Regions from separate parts of the Sus scrofa genome. Here all the other regions are linked to region 5. The links are chromatin contacts, called in public Hi-C and targeted proximity ligation maps. All regions are on one chromosome and are shown on one strand. The core of a region is the stretch at or near the end of the contact, and the rest is flanking DNA. Distances in the headings are between cores, read along the strand shown. Region 1 holds the start of LOC100622642 (putative protein T-ENOL). Region 2 holds the start of PRR14 (proline-rich protein 14). Region 3 holds the start of SEZ6L2 (seizure 6-like protein 2). Region 4 holds the start of MVP (major vault protein). Region 5 holds the start of ZNF771 (zinc finger protein 771).

Region 1 (2,700 bases), core at 150-2,649, 170 kb before region 5:
GTGGAGGGCAGCCTTGGGTGACCTCAGGACCTAGTGCTGGGGACTCTGGGCTCAGGGTGGAGGTTAGGGTCTCAAGGCTGGGAGATCTCAGTGCCCTCAGCTGAGAGCTCTCTACTTCATTTCACCCCCACCTCAAGTCCTCTCGGACACTCACCAGACCTCCACTCAATGAGGCTGTAGAGGTCGCTGCTTGGGACAGCCGGCTGCCCTTTTTCTCCTCATTCCTGGTAGGAGTGGATGTCATCCCCCTGGGGACAGTTGGAGCCCATGTTAGGCTGCGAAACCAGCCTCCTTCTGCCAAACCCAACCCACCACTCTCGCCCAAGGCCTTAGAGGACTGTGTCAGTTTCTCTCTGAAGCGGGGGGGGGGGGGGGGGGGGGGGGGGTTGGAGTTCCCGTCGTGGCTCAGTGTTTAAGGAATCTGACTAGGAACCATGAGGTTGCAGGTTCGATCCCTGGCCTCGCTCAGTGGGTTAAGGATTGGGAGTTGCCGTGAGCTGTGGTGTAGGTTGCAGACGCAGCTCGGATCTGGCGTTGCTGTGGGTGTGGTGTAGGCCGGCAGCTGTAGCTCCACTTCGACCCCTAGCCGGGGAACCTCCATATGCCGCGGGAGCGGCCCTGGAGAAGGCAAAAAGACCAAAAAAAAAAAAAAAAAAAAAAAAAAAATCGCTGCCTTAAATCTTCCTGGGGGAGGGAGTGGGACACCCACACGCCCGCCCCCTCTCCCCTGCCTCCACTCGGCCCGGCGAGAGCCTCGCTTTCCTTCTTCCCATCCAAGGCCCTTCTTAAGACAAGGCAGCCCACTTGCCACCCCCGACCTGGCAGATGGGTCGAAATCTTGGGCTCCTGGGCAGAAGAGGGGACAGGGAGGTCTAAAAAGCCCTTTTAGGGGCCGTGGGAGCGGGGAGTTGGGGGAGAAGTTTGGAAAAAGGGGAACCCAGGGCGGCTCCGCTACCCCTTACTACGAAAACTTTGGCATATGCAAAGGTTCCGCAGCGCCGTTGCCAGGAGACTAGGGATTCTAGAACCACAGGGGTAAGGGCATTTTCCTAGCTTGTCGCATTCGCAACTCCTCCGCTCCCTGCTAGGTCCCTCTTAGGGGTCAGTGACTCTAGCGCTAGAATCTAGAGAGACCTGGGAAGATGACACAGAGTGGAGCCTGCGACCTAATCCTCCCACCACTAGGGGCACGCGAAAAGCAGCCCCCCCCCAGGTCGCCCTTCGGGCCCTCTGGCTGTCATCTCGTTGCCTGGATCCTGCAAGAGCTAATGAGGGTGGAGAGAGGGGGGCGGGGAAGGAAAATGTGGACTGTACCAAATAACCTGACCTCTTGGGGGTGCAAAAACGCGAGAGAGCGGAATCTTCTCCCCTTATCTTTGTCTCCAGGAAGTCATACCCTGCACAGAAAGGAACGTAGAGACATTTATCTAGGCCTCCTTCTCTTTTGGCCTCTCCTTTTCAATTCCCTTTTTTGCTCGACGACTATGTTTCTTTTTCCCCTCTCCTCCCTCTGTGCTTTGGTACAAGCCGATGGTAAGGGGCGGAGGGAAGACAAGGAAGCCAGCAGGTCTTAAAGGGGCCGCAGCCATTTCAAAAGCCTCTTCTTCCTTTCTCCAATTTTGCAAGGTAGAACGCAGTAGAGTAGGTTCCGGAAGCCCAGCACAGCTGGAGCAGCAGAGGCCGCAGCTGGAGGCAGGAAGAGGCGAGCGTCTGCCCTGAGGAAGGGCAGGGTGTTCGCTCCCGGCTCACAGCTGGGTTAGCCCATGCTACGGTCGACATTGAGCTTTAACATCTGGGACCCGGCTGGGGCAGCAGAGACCTGCGCGCAGTGGGCGCGGCCGATGCGCCAGGCTGGAGGGTGAGCGTCGCGCCGGGGCTGGGACAGAGTTGGCACCTCCGGATAAGGCCCAGAGCGGCCAGGGGGCCTCCGCGATGCCAAGCGAAAATATCTTCCTGTTTGTGCCTAACCTTATTGGTGAGTGCTGTCCGCGGCTCCGGGCCGAACGGGAGGGCCAGGGGTCTTGGGCAGGCTTCCTGATCTGCCCTGTCTCTCCCTCGTCCCGTCCCAAGGTTATGCCCGGATTGTCTTCGCCATCATTTCTTTCTACTTCATGCCCTGCTGCCCCTTCACGGCCTCCTCCTTCTACCTGCTCAGCGGACTTCTGGACGCTTTTGATGGACACGCTGCTCGAGTCCTTAATCAAGGTGACAGATACCTCCTCCCAGCCAGCCTCGAGGCCCAACAACCCTCTGCCCCCTTTTCCTGCTTCCTCAGGTACTCAGGAGCTCTGTCATTCCCATCTCTGTAGAAAGCAGAGCAGAGTGGCCCGCTTTTGTAGCGGAAGGGATTTAAGCTCGCAGTTGAGAAGCACTCTTTGAGAGGAGGGGTGTGGGATGGCAAGACTGGGCGTGGCAAGTGGCAGTGCTGCCGGCCTCTCCGAAGGATTAAAACATCCATTCAACAGATGTTTATGTTTATTGGTATCTCCTGTGTGGCAGGCACCAGCCAGAATGATTCCAGAAGGTGGGTTTGGAAGGCAGATGGAGAGGGAAGAGGGATAGTTTCTGGAGGGTTGTCTACTTTTTGAATCTGTTCACTTCCAAGACTTCCCTAAGATTTCAAGTCTTCTTGTCTGGAGACCTGGACCCTGGATTCTGGGGTTGATGAGCTCTAGAGCTAGCCTCCCCACTTCTGCTTTG
Region 2 (2,726 bases), core at 29-2,528, 170 kb after region 5:
CACATGGAGGTTCCCAGGCTAGGGGTTGAATTGGAACTACTGCTGCTGGCCTACACCACAGCCACAGCAAAAGCAATGTGGAATCTGAGCCGTGTCTACAACCTACACCGCAGATCGAGACAATGCCAGGGCATTAACCCACTGAGCGGGGCCAGGGATCGCACTCGAATCCTCGTGGATGCTAGTCAAATTCGTGTCCACATTCACTGAGCCACAGTGAGAAATCCCTGTGTCACTACTCTTATCATTTAATCTCATAGGCGAGAATCATGCTGGGCTGGGTTAGGTCACTTGTGCACCGTCATCTCAGACGCAGGATTCTAGGCTTCAGGCTCTCTTGCTCCAGCAAGAAAATAAGTACTAGCTTGGACCAGGGAATCCTGGGGAAGGAGTGGAGGCATGAGTTTTGGTTAGGCGGTGAGGGTGCCTTCACAGTGCAAGAAGCCACTACCTCCCCACCACCAGCTGGCTCCTGGTATAAAAGTTTCAGGATGAAGCCCCTTTAAGCAGCAGGATTCCATCCCTGGTCCCTTACTACTATGGGACTGATTACACAGCCCATCAGCTAGGTCCCTCTTGAAAGAGGGCTCGGGGGAGGCCCGAAAAGAGAGGAAAGCGGCCGCACCCCACCGAGCACCCCAAGGTTGTTATTGGTCTCCTGGCACTAGCACCTCTATACTGAGCCCCCAGCGCCAGCGGCAGAAACCCCCGCTCCTCCAGGAAGAGGTACACAACCCTTGGGTGAAGTGAAGCTCAACGCCCCAGCCTCCTCCGCACCCCCGCTCAGCCCAGTCCCTCCAGGACGCCACGCAACCAGAGAAGCAGGAGGTGGCACCAGCCTGTCTCTGGTCCCCGCCACCCGCTGCCAAACACTTCCGTGCAACTCGGGAACCCGGTTCAGCAACCCACGATGGTACTGGAAAAGGCTTCAAAGGGGCCTCTCTAGGCAACTGGGAATTTCACATATCGTTAGCACTCAGTTCACGTTTATTGGCCCAAGTACGAAAGAACCGGAAGATGCCCTTAAAAAACGTGGCGGTACTCTAGCTTCATGACAGTTGCCTCAGTAGCTCAAGAACCTTGGCATCATCTTCGGCCACTCACTGGCCGGAAAAGATGACGCCATCCGGCCCACTGCGGTCCACTGAGGACAGCGCTATCTGCCCTCAACTATAATGGCGGCGCTGCCCAATTTGGCTTCTTGCCCCTAGGGATGATGGCCGCTAGGCGGCTTCACTTAGTTTCTCACCACCCCGGAAGACGGCGACCGGCGATTGGGCGTTGCCCAAAGGCTCTGAGAAGAAGGCCCTCGGCGGTTGGGCAGAGCTGGGTAAGGCTAGTTTTAAAGGAGCCGGAGGTGGGAGCCGTCGAAGACCCGGGATCCGCGGGAGGCGGCGGTGAGCGGCGCGCGGGGGAGGGCACCGAGCGGCTGAAGAGAGGGCGGGAGGAGGGAGGGAAGGAAACTTTTGAACCATCTGGTCCCGGGCTGGGGAGAGCGCTGGGCGGGGATCCGGGGAGGGCGGAGGGAGGGGGTCTGTGGGCGGGACCTCCCGGGATTGGAGTGAAGGGGGTATCTGCTTGACAGTGGATCCCCGGGGATCCGGACTGAGTTTGTGATGCTCAAGCTCGGGCAGCCCCTTTCTGAGTGGAGCTTTGTGGAGCCGAAGCTCACGGGGAGAGGAGGATCCTCGCGCGGCGTCTGACTGGAGGAACCGCGCTATAGGATTCTTTCAGCGGGGATCCAGTCTAGGGGATCTGGTAGGGGGGGAACCGTCGGCGTGTGGGAGTGTTCCTTCGGAGTCCTCGCCCACTCACTGGGAGTGGATGAGGATTACAGAGGGATCTGGCGGAAACTGAGCCTCTGAGGACCGGGATCCCAGCTGATCCCGGGGGATCTCAGGGCAGAATCTGAAGGGACAAAGGCCCCAGGAGGCTTGGGCCGTGGGAGAACTGGGGCCGCTGCAATCCAGGTTCTCGCGGCCAGGCAGGGCGCGAGTGATCCACTGATCGCGGCAGCAGCGGGAAGACACCCGTTCCCGGCGGCCAGACGAGGGCGCCCTTCCGAGCCCCAGGGCTCCGGCCCCTGGGCTACTGGGAGCCTCGGGCGGACCATGAAGGGCGGAGCCCCAGGGGAGGGGCTGGCCCTCACTCCCCGCTCCCCCGCTCCCCCCCAAACCCAGGCTGGAGCCTGGGATCCCCCAGGGACTCCCCGGAGCCGCCGCTTCCCCCATGGACTTGCCCGGGGACTCCAGGTGAGAGCGCACCCCGCCCGCCTGTCTTGAGCCCGGGAAACGGGGAGCCTGGTGGCCGTACCGGGGAAACCACAGAGCCAACAACAGGCTTAGAGGACCGTCCTCTGCTTCTCTCCACCTCCAGCCCGCCTGGCCGGCAGCGTCTGTGCCGCCAGCCTCTGGCTCGAGCATTATGGGGAGCCAGGAGCCCCAAACGGCCGAAACTGCAGCCCCTTGGGGCCCCTTCGCCCTTGGAAAAAGCCTCTCGGCGGGTCCTGGCTGTGGTCCTGGAAGATGTCATGGCTGCCCACATGGTGAGCCCCTTGAACTGAGAGGCCCCCTTCTCCCTCCCGTCTCCTGGGTACCAAAGCCAAACCCGTTCTTTAATGAGGATAACAAACACCTCATTCTCACACTCATCCATCAGGCAGCCTCCCACTCGGCTCTCACTTACTCTAACCTGGAAGTGGGTAGGGTCTCCTGGACCCATTCCTC
Region 3 (2,700 bases), core at 160-2,659, 200 kb before region 5:
CTCCCAGTAGTTTCCTCTCTCTCCCTCAGTCTCCTTTCTCCACTGTCTCCCCCTCTCTTCTCTCCTCCCTCTACCCCCCCCACCTATCTCTTCGCTTTATCCTTCCCTCCCCCTCCCCCTTGCCTTCTAGCTCCCCTAGACTGCAGTTCCTACCCCACCTGGACCCGCAGCCCCGGGAACCCGCAACCAGCCGTCGGGAACCCGCAACCAGCCGTCCTCCGCAGCGACTTCTCTCTCTCCTTCCAACCCCCTCTCCTTCTTGCCCTTGCTTCTCACTCGACCCGACCCGCGGGTTCTCTCTCTCTCTCCCTCTCCCTCTCCCTCGCTCGCTCTCTCTCCTACTCGCTCCTTCCTTGGCTCCCACTCACCCTGACGTCACCCCTCCCCACAGTCCTCTCAGCTTAGCTACCCCCGCCCTCGCCCAGTGGCCGCGGCAACTCAGCCGGGTTGAAGGCGGGGGGTGGGGTGGTCTCCGGATTTGCCTCCCCCGGCCCGGACCGGGTGCCACGTGGGGTTCAGGGGGCACAACGCCAACCTCCAGCGCCCCGCAATGCGAAAAAGGGGCGGGGCTGGTGGAGGGGCGGGGCAATCTAAGGGGCGGGGCAAGCGCGCCGACCGATGGACGAGGCTGGCGGTCTCAGACTGCAGACGGGGGACACTGCGGCCTGTCCGTGGGTCAGCCGATCCCTCGACCAGTCGGCCTGTGATTCCACCTCCCCCTTCGCCTTCACAAAGCCAGCCCCGGGAGGGAGCCTGATAGATAATGAAGGCGGCTTCAGCCAATCGCCTACTGCGCCGGGCTCCAGGCGCGCTCAGGCGGGCCGAGAAGAGCTGTCCGCTCTTGTGGTGCTGAAAAGGGTGCTCCAGAGGCCCTGAGATGAGACCAGGAGGAAAAAAAAAAAAAAAAAATCAAAGTTGAAGCCACCAGGCGGCTGGCTGGGGTCGTGTTGTACGTTAGAAGAGGGGTCTTCCCTCCCCAGATCCCAGCCTGTCACCCCTTAGGTTTCTCACAAACGTAGGAACTTGCCATTCTTCTGGAGGAGGGGAAAACCCATTCCACATGAGCTTCTGTGAAAGCCACGTCCCATGGAGTGGGCCGGGGGCATACTGGGGGGCTGAGCAGGCGCGAACCCAGCTATGCTGTCCCTCGGTACCCTGTGAAGAGAAGACTCAGATTCCAAATGTGCTGGAATGGCTGGGGGAGGGGTATAATTACTGCTGGAACCAGAGTTTCCTTTCCCTCCCCTAGGGGCCGCGGGAGTGAGGATTACGACCCTGGCTCTAGTGGTCCCTCCTTCTTCCATCTGCACTTCCTCCCCCTCCTCCTCCCCCACCGCCCCCAAATAAATCCCAGGCCCCTCCCTTCGCCCGTCCCCAGGATCTGACGTGGGCACGACACCTTTCTCAGCTTCTCCCTCCCGCAGCTCCAGTGCCCAAGCCTCGGCTTTCCAGGTTCTGCAACCCCCTCCCCTCCCCGCCAAGCCTCACTTGAGCACAGTAGGGACCCTTCCTATACTCGACCCCACCCTAGGTCCCCGGAAGCTGTTTTGCCTTTCCCCACTCCCCCAGCTTAGAATCCAGCCAGCCCAGCGGACCCAAGCGCTCGATCAAGAGGACCCAGGCGACCCGGCTCCTTCGCCCTTCCCGGCCCCACCCCCTGCAGCCAGAGCCGCGCCCCCTCTCCTACAGACCCGAGAGCTGAGGACAGAGGAGACTGGGCAAAGAGGGGAGGGCTCCAAGCCCAGCCAGCTCTGCCCCTTCGTTCCAAGGGGCAGAGAAATTGTCTTCCTTGCTAACTGCTGGGGGGGGGGGGGAAATTAATAGGAAAGATAAAAGGAGACCGACGAAAGGTGACAGTTGGATTATTTAGGAGAGGCACGGAAGAGAGAAATCGGTGTGAGTCGCCATGGGGACTCCCAGGGCCCAGCATCCACCGCCTCCCCAGCTGCTGTTCCTATTTCTGCTGAGCTGTCCCTGGATTCAGGGTAAGGACATTGATGCATGGGGGTGGGCCCCGAGAAGGCCCCCAGCACGGTCCCCTACCTTCCTTTCTCTGAACATCCTGTGCCTTTTGAGCTCCTGGGGGAGGGGAGGGGCACAGCCATCGCGGAAGGGGCCAGCCGAGGCTTTCCTCTTGTGCCTGGAGCTCCTAACCTCCTATATTGAGGAGGTGGGAAAATGACTGACAGGAGTTTTTAGCCGAGTCTCAGGCATTCAATTCAGAAAAAGGGGCTGGGAAAGTTGGGGGGGGGTGTCTGCGGAGGCAGCAGAAGCAGGCAGGGTAGCTGGGTGGGAGATAGAGGTGTGGGAAAGATGCCAGGCACTGCACATACAAATGTTCTTGGATGTGTGGACAAAGACAGATGAACAGAGGCAATGCTCAGAGGCCAGATATTCAGTCCCCCACTCTGACCCCCCAGCAAGACTCCAGGGAAGGGGACAGAGACTGCAGAGAAGGAAAGGGAGGGAGGACTGGAGGGTGAGAGGAAGGAAGAAAGAGAGAGAGAGAGAAACCACACTGCAGGGACAGAAACCCAAAGAGAAAGCTGGGCACTGCGGAAGCAAGGGTTGGGAGGTGCTGCTAGACCCTCTGCGGAGCCCCAGGGTTGCGGGGAGAGCACCAGTGAGAGGAGAATGCGGGCAGCACCCTGCCTCTTCTCCACCCTGCTGACGTTAGCCAAGGTTCCTCAGAGCTGAGGT
Region 4 (2,878 bases), core at 330-2,829, 140 kb before region 5:
AAAAGTTTCTAGGAGTCACCTGGCACCCTTTGCGACACCCCCCCCCATAAATTCTAAGGGCCCACCCAAACAGGAAGAGAAAACGGGGCACCTGCCTCAACTACCATCCCCCAACGCTCCATGCTTCTGAGGTCTCCAGAGTCACTGGGCTGGCAGGTCCAAAAGAGCTGCCTGTTTTCACTTCCCTGTCCCGAAGAGGAAAAAGCACCTTCCTCATCTATGCCTTCTAGAAATCAAGCCTATCTGAAGATTACTCTGCCGACGACCTCTCAAATGAACTGCAAGGCCCGCCGTGCGCAGAGCCGAGGGGGGTAGTGGTGGAAACCTCAGCGTTTGCAGGGTTGAGGAACCTCCACGGGGGGCGCGTTCTAAGAGCTCAAGGGGAGCGACCAGAGCCCAGGTCCCCAGGGGGAGGGAAAAGATGAGGACAGCAGGGACCAGTCTCAGTCCAGGAGGGGGTGTGAACGGACCCGTGAAGCTTCCCCTGCCCCTACTGCGGATGTGGGAGCTCAAAGTCCGAGAGGCCTGAGATGGGGTTTGGCGAGGGGTCAGATGAGTTGCCTTTTGCCTTCAGAAGCCCGAAAAAACAAGGCCAGCGGTATCTCCCAAGGCCAAGCCTCCACCCACCTTCTCCCGGCTCTAGTTCTAAAGCCACCTGCCCCAGCCCACGCGAGTCGGCGAAGGCAGGACAGAGCTAGGGAGAGGTCTTGGGGGTGGGGGACAAGGGCCCGCCAGCTGGTTTGGGGCTTTGGGAGCCAGGACGGAGTACTTACATCCAGAAGTGTGGCTGGCTGCAGCTGACGCCTCAGCTCGGAGAGGGAGCCGCCTTCACCCAGCCCTAGGGATCACTTCCCGGCAGGGCAGGCCAGGCGCAGGGGTGGGGCTTGGGCATTTAAAGGGCCCTTGCAGCTGGTTCTCGTTGAGTTTTTTGGGTTTGTTTCTCTCCTGTGGGAGGCTTTCACTGCAGCTGAAGGCACTGCAGCTCATTCAGTGCTCAGGAATGCCCGCCTCAGAGCCAGCTGGCAGCGCTGGAATGAAACTAGGAGGGGGTCCAAGGCCTAGGGCGGCGGCGGGGGGGGGGGGGGGTGGTGCTGAGTTGGCTTCTCCCCCCTCTGGCTGGCATTTCCCATCAGGGTGGGTCCGACTCTGCCTCTCCAGGCCTGCGTGTGCTCCAGCGGCAGTACCTCCTCTAAAGAGAAGATAACCTGCTACTTTTCTTTTTTTATTTTAGATTCAGAAAATTCAGCCCAGGTGTCCAAACAACGGTTCCATAGAAAACACACACACACATACACATGTCCTCTTTCTGGTAAGGTGCTGTGTTGGGAGTTCGCAGGGTCTCTGCTCCTCCCAGGTGCCCCAGCGCCCCCGGGGTAGGGAGGGAGGGCCAGCAGGTCAGGACTCTGCACCCTAAAGGCAGAGGCGCTCAGTACTTGCGCTGCCTGGGGAAGAGGCTACTTCCCGAGGCCCGGAGCGCGGGGCTGGGGGGGCTGGCGTCCTCTGCGTCCAGGCTGAAGAGGTCCCTGCCGGTCCGGAGGATCTGCTCCTCCAGCTTCTTGTGCCGCTTCATGTCCGAGAGGACCTTGTCCAGGCGGGCCTCCCGTTTCTGGCTCCGGGCTGAGCTTCCTGCAGAAGGGGAAGGAGAGAAATGTGGGCGCGACTGAGGTTCTGTGCCCCGGACCTTCCTGGGATCTTATGACTCACTTGAGGAGCTCGGGAAACAGAGCGACTTCTAGGCCTGTCCTGGAGGGGCTGTGGTGTAGGGCTGGGGCCTCAGATGGGGTGGGCCGTGAAGGCTGGACGTATGAGAAGGGGCAGGTAATGTGAAGACCTAGGAAGAGCAGCCCAGGCAGGCACCAGCAAGTGCAAAAGCCCCAGGGCAGGAACGGGGAGGTCTGCTCAAGGGCAAATGCAGAACTGGGGGAGACAGGAAAGATGAGGCCCAAGAAATGACTCACAGATCACGATAAGGGGTACGGATCTCTTTGTTTAAATGGAAGCCTTGGTGGGGGCACAGTGTGTGTGTTGGATTCTCTTTGTTTAAATTGTTTTAGGGCCGCACCCACGGTATATGGCGGTTCCCAGGCGAGGGGTCGAATCAGAGCTGTAGCTGCCGGCCGACACCACAGCCTTGGCAATGCTGGGATCCTTAGCAAAGCCAGGGATGGAAACTGTGTCCTCATGGATGAGAGTTGGGTTCATTAACCACTGAGCAACGATGGGAACTCCTGGATTCTCATTTTGATAAGCTCTTACACCCCAGCAATAAAATCCTTTGGAAGACTTTTTTTTTTTTTTGCTTTTTACCGCTGCACGTGCAGGACATGGAAGTTCCCAAGCTAGGGGTTGAAAGCTACAGCTGCCAGCCTATACCACAGCCACAGCCATTCGGGATCCAAGCCACATCTGCGACCTACACCACAGCTCACAACAACATCGGATCCTTAACCAACTGCGCAAGACCAGGGATCACACCCGCATCCTCGTGGATACTAGTTGGGTTCATTTCCGATGAGCCACAATGGGAACTCCTTTTTTTTTTAACGGCCGCAGCCATGGCACATGGAAGTTCAGGGACTGAATCCAAACCACAGCTGAGGCTACGCCCGATCCTTTAACCCAGAGCACCAGGCCCAGGATTGAACCCGTCCCTCTCCAGTGAACCAAGTCACTGCAATCAGATTCTTAATCCACTGCACCAAGCAGGAACTCCTCCTTCGGAGAATTTAAAACAGAATTGGGAGTTCCTGTCGTGGCACAGCAGCAACAAATCCTACTAGGAACCATGAGGTTGCAGGTTCGATCCCTGGCCTTGCTCAGTGGGTTAAGGATCCAGTGTTGCCGTGAGCTGTGGTGTAGGTCGCAGATGTGGCCGGAT
Region 5 (2,700 bases), core at 51-2,550:
CAAAAGACAAAACAAAAACAAAGCAAACAAAAAACTTTTCCAAATTCATTTTATGACCTCCTAGTCCTAAAAGGGGCCTGGCACACAACAGGCCTCACTAAATACTCTGGTGATGGTGTCCCTGGAACATGATGTGCCCTTCACAAGAGTTTACAATCCCAGAAGATGCTATGTTTTGTTCATCTGGCAAACTCCCACTCATCCTTGGAGGTCTTTTACATTCATCCCTTCAGTGAGGCCTACACCCAATTCCCACTTTAATCAAGGGAGTTTTTCACCCACCCCACTATTCTCCAGTCAAAGACCTACTATTTCCTTCTCGTGTTTGGTTTTTTTTTTCTTCAATAGTTGATGGGCCAAGATTTGAATCCAAGCCACAGCTGTGACCTATGCTGCAGCTGTGGCAACGCCAGATCCTTTAACCCACTGGGCCAGGCCTCGGATCGAATCCAAGCCACTGCAGCCACAACACTGGATCCTTGAACCCACTGGGCCACCAGGGGACCCTATACTTTTTATTTTTATTTTTTTTGCTTTTTAGGGCCGCAAAAAAGGTTTCCAGACTAGGGGTCAAATCAGAGCTACAGCCACAGCAACACAGGATCCTGAACCCACTGAGGAAAGGCCAGGGATCAAAACTGCAACCTCATGGTTACCAGTTGGATTTGCTTCTGCTGTGCCACAATGCGAACTCTGACTCTATGCTTTTTAGTCACAATCTTTTTTACTAGACTGTGAGATTCTCAAGAACAAGAACTAGCTCTGATTCTGGATACTTGTACATGTTTCTCCTTTTGCCAGCATCTGTCCTAAAGTCCTCCCACAGTAGGAAGACCTCCCAGTAGGAACTTTCCTGCTCCCAGCTGAGTCTCCTCACTGATTCTCTGCATCAGGGGACAACACTTTGCCTTTTCTAGGGTTCCAGCCATCATCTGGCCCCCTGCCTGCCTCTCCCCCAGATCTCACACTGCTTTTCCCATCACTGATTCACTTGGCTCCAGTCACATAAGCCTTCTTTCTGTTCCTCAAATATGCCAAGTTTAATCTCAGCTTAGTCTCTGTAGCTCTGTCTAGAACATTCCTCCAGATTTTCAAGTGGCTAATGCTTTTTTTTTTTTTTGCTTTTTAGGGCCACACCCTCAGCACATGGAGGTTCCCAGGCCTAGGGGTTGAATCCGAGCTGTAGTTGCCAGCCTACACCACAAGCACAGCAATGCAGGATCCGAGACATGTCTGCGACCTACACCGTAGCTCACAGCAACACCAGATCCTTAACCCATTGAACAAAGCCAGGGATCAAACTTGTGTCCTCATGGATGCTAGTCAGATTCGTTAACCGCTGAGCCATGACAGGAACTCCTCAAGTGGCTACACTTTGTCATCATTCAAGTTTCATCTCATAAATTATTTCCTAAGAGATGCCTTCCCTACCCACATTAAAGAAGCCCCCAACCATAGCTACTCCCTATTGCATCATTGCAATACTCCTTATTGGCCCTATTTCTTTCCTACACCTGTCATTATCTGAAATTATCTGGTTTATTTACTTGTTGACACTTTTTAACACCCTGAGAAGTGCCATAGCAGCCAAGATTTTTGTCTCTTTTGTTTCCTACTGCATCTCCAATATCTAGAATGGTGCCAGGCACATAGTAGGGCTCAATAAATATTTGATGAGAGAATGAACACAATCAAAATAGCATTGGGGATCCTGAGTGTGGGTATCACACTCATTTACTCCCTTTTGCCAGCTCTGAGGAGGAGCAAAAGGTTGACCATTTGTAATCCCAACATCCGAGTTATGCCCTGGACTGCAGACTGAGGATGTCTTGAGTCCTGGCTGTGCTACAGCTTCCTCATGTAACCTCATTTCTGAAAGATAATTTGGAGCTATGGAATTTTCTACTTACCAGCTATGTGCCTTTGAGGAAACTACTTAAGCTCGCTCATCTTTCAGTTCCCTCATCTGTCAAAAGAAGGTCCCCACAAGGTCGTTGTAAAGAGACAACTAGGGATTGTAAGCACTTACTGGATGTTCTCTTTTTTTTCATCATTTCTGAATCTTCACTGCCTCAGTCATAAAATAGGAGACTCAGCTATCTTTTTCAAGAGAAGTAGGAAAATACAGATGTTTATATGAAATATCTCAATTTTTAAATGTTGAAAATTAAAATGTGTAAAAGTTCTCTCTTACTACTTTTTTTGTGCTGCACCTGTGGCATGTGGAAATTCCTGGGCCAGGGACAGAACTCATGCCACATCAGTGCATCAGTGACAACGGGCAGGTCCTTTTTTTTTTTTGGCCGCCCCACAGCATATGGAGTTCCCCGGTCTATGCTTTAACCCACCGTGCCCGGCTGGGGAATTGAACCTGCATCCTGGTGCTGCTGAGATGCCACTGATCCTGATGGCCACAGGCAGGAATTCCAATGTCAGATCCTTAGCCTGCTAGGCCACCAGGGAACTCCTAAAGCTAACTTTTAAACTTGAGGGCCAAACAAGATACTGCTGTGGGAGTTCCCGCTGTGGCTCTGACTGCAGCAGCTTGGGTTGCTATGGAGGCACGCGGGTTCGATCCCTGGCCCAGAAACTTCTATATGCCATTGGTGCGCCCATTAAAAAAAGAAAAAAAAATGCTGTGGACTGGACCTGGTCCGTGTACTATAATTTTCCATCTAAGCTACTGGGTTGTCAGGGATG

Evidence for each region. Hi-C and Micro-C count contacts between places; a contact is called where the count stands out from the background.
Region 1: a contact with region 5 is called in a Hi-C map of embryonic fibroblasts, with 2.5 times the contacts expected there. A contact is called at or near these places in 1 of 5 promoter capture datasets (fetal liver), 1 of 47 Hi-C or Micro-C datasets (embryonic fibroblasts) and 1 of 2 datasets of targeted methods (alveolar macrophages).
Region 2: a targeted proximity ligation map of alveolar macrophages shows a contact between it and region 5. A contact is called at or near these places in 2 of 2 datasets of targeted methods (alveolar macrophages and skeletal muscle).
Region 3: a contact with region 5 is called in a targeted proximity ligation map of alveolar macrophages. A contact is called at or near these places in 1 of 47 Hi-C or Micro-C datasets (embryonic fibroblasts) and 1 of 2 datasets of targeted methods (alveolar macrophages).
Region 4: a contact with region 5 is called in a targeted proximity ligation map of alveolar macrophages. A contact is called at or near these places in 1 of 47 Hi-C or Micro-C datasets (embryonic fibroblasts) and 1 of 2 datasets of targeted methods (alveolar macrophages).

The regions. Positions count from the first base shown.
Region 1 is chr3:18,090,666-18,093,365 of Sscrofa11.1, reverse strand. It overlaps LOC100622642 (putative protein T-ENOL), which reads right to left and starts at 1,399. Exons shown (of 6, transcript XM_021086430.1): 1 at 1,328-1,399; 2 at 155-248. The coding sequence starts at 244. CDIPT (CDP-diacylglycerol--inositol 3-phosphatidyltransferase) reads left to right here and starts at 1,933. Exons shown (of 6, transcript NM_001167642.1): 1 at 1,933-1,975; 2 at 2,071-2,205. The coding sequence starts at 1,933.
Region 2 is chr3:17,749,932-17,752,657 of Sscrofa11.1, reverse strand. PRR14 (proline-rich protein 14) reads left to right here and starts at 1,278. Exons shown (of 12, transcript XM_021086416.1): 1 at 1,278-1,397; 2 at 2,181-2,252; 3 at 2,377-2,545. The coding sequence starts at 2,230. It overlaps LOC110259905 (a long non-coding RNA gene), which reads right to left and starts at 1,016. Exons shown (of 2, transcript XR_002342364.1): 1 at 1-1,016.
Region 3 is chr3:18,118,231-18,120,930 of Sscrofa11.1, reverse strand. It overlaps SEZ6L2 (seizure 6-like protein 2), which reads left to right and starts at 1,409. Exons shown (of 19, transcript XM_003354543.4): 1 at 1,409-1,985. The coding sequence starts at 1,907. ASPHD1 (aspartate beta-hydroxylase domain-containing protein 1) reads right to left here and starts at 16. Exons shown (of 4, transcript XM_005655098.3): 1 at 1-16.
Region 4 is chr3:18,055,249-18,058,126 of Sscrofa11.1, reverse strand. It overlaps MVP (major vault protein), which reads right to left and starts at 1,579. Exons shown (of 15, transcript XM_021086424.1): 1 at 774-1,579. It overlaps PAGR1 (PAXIP1-associated glutamate-rich protein 1), which reads right to left. Exons shown (of 3, transcript XM_013987719.2): 3 at 1,207-1,626. The coding sequence ends at 1,427.
Region 5 is chr3:17,916,014-17,918,713 of Sscrofa11.1, reverse strand. It overlaps ZNF771 (zinc finger protein 771), which reads left to right and starts at 1,300. Exons shown (of 3, transcript XM_005653018.3): 1 at 1,300-2,700.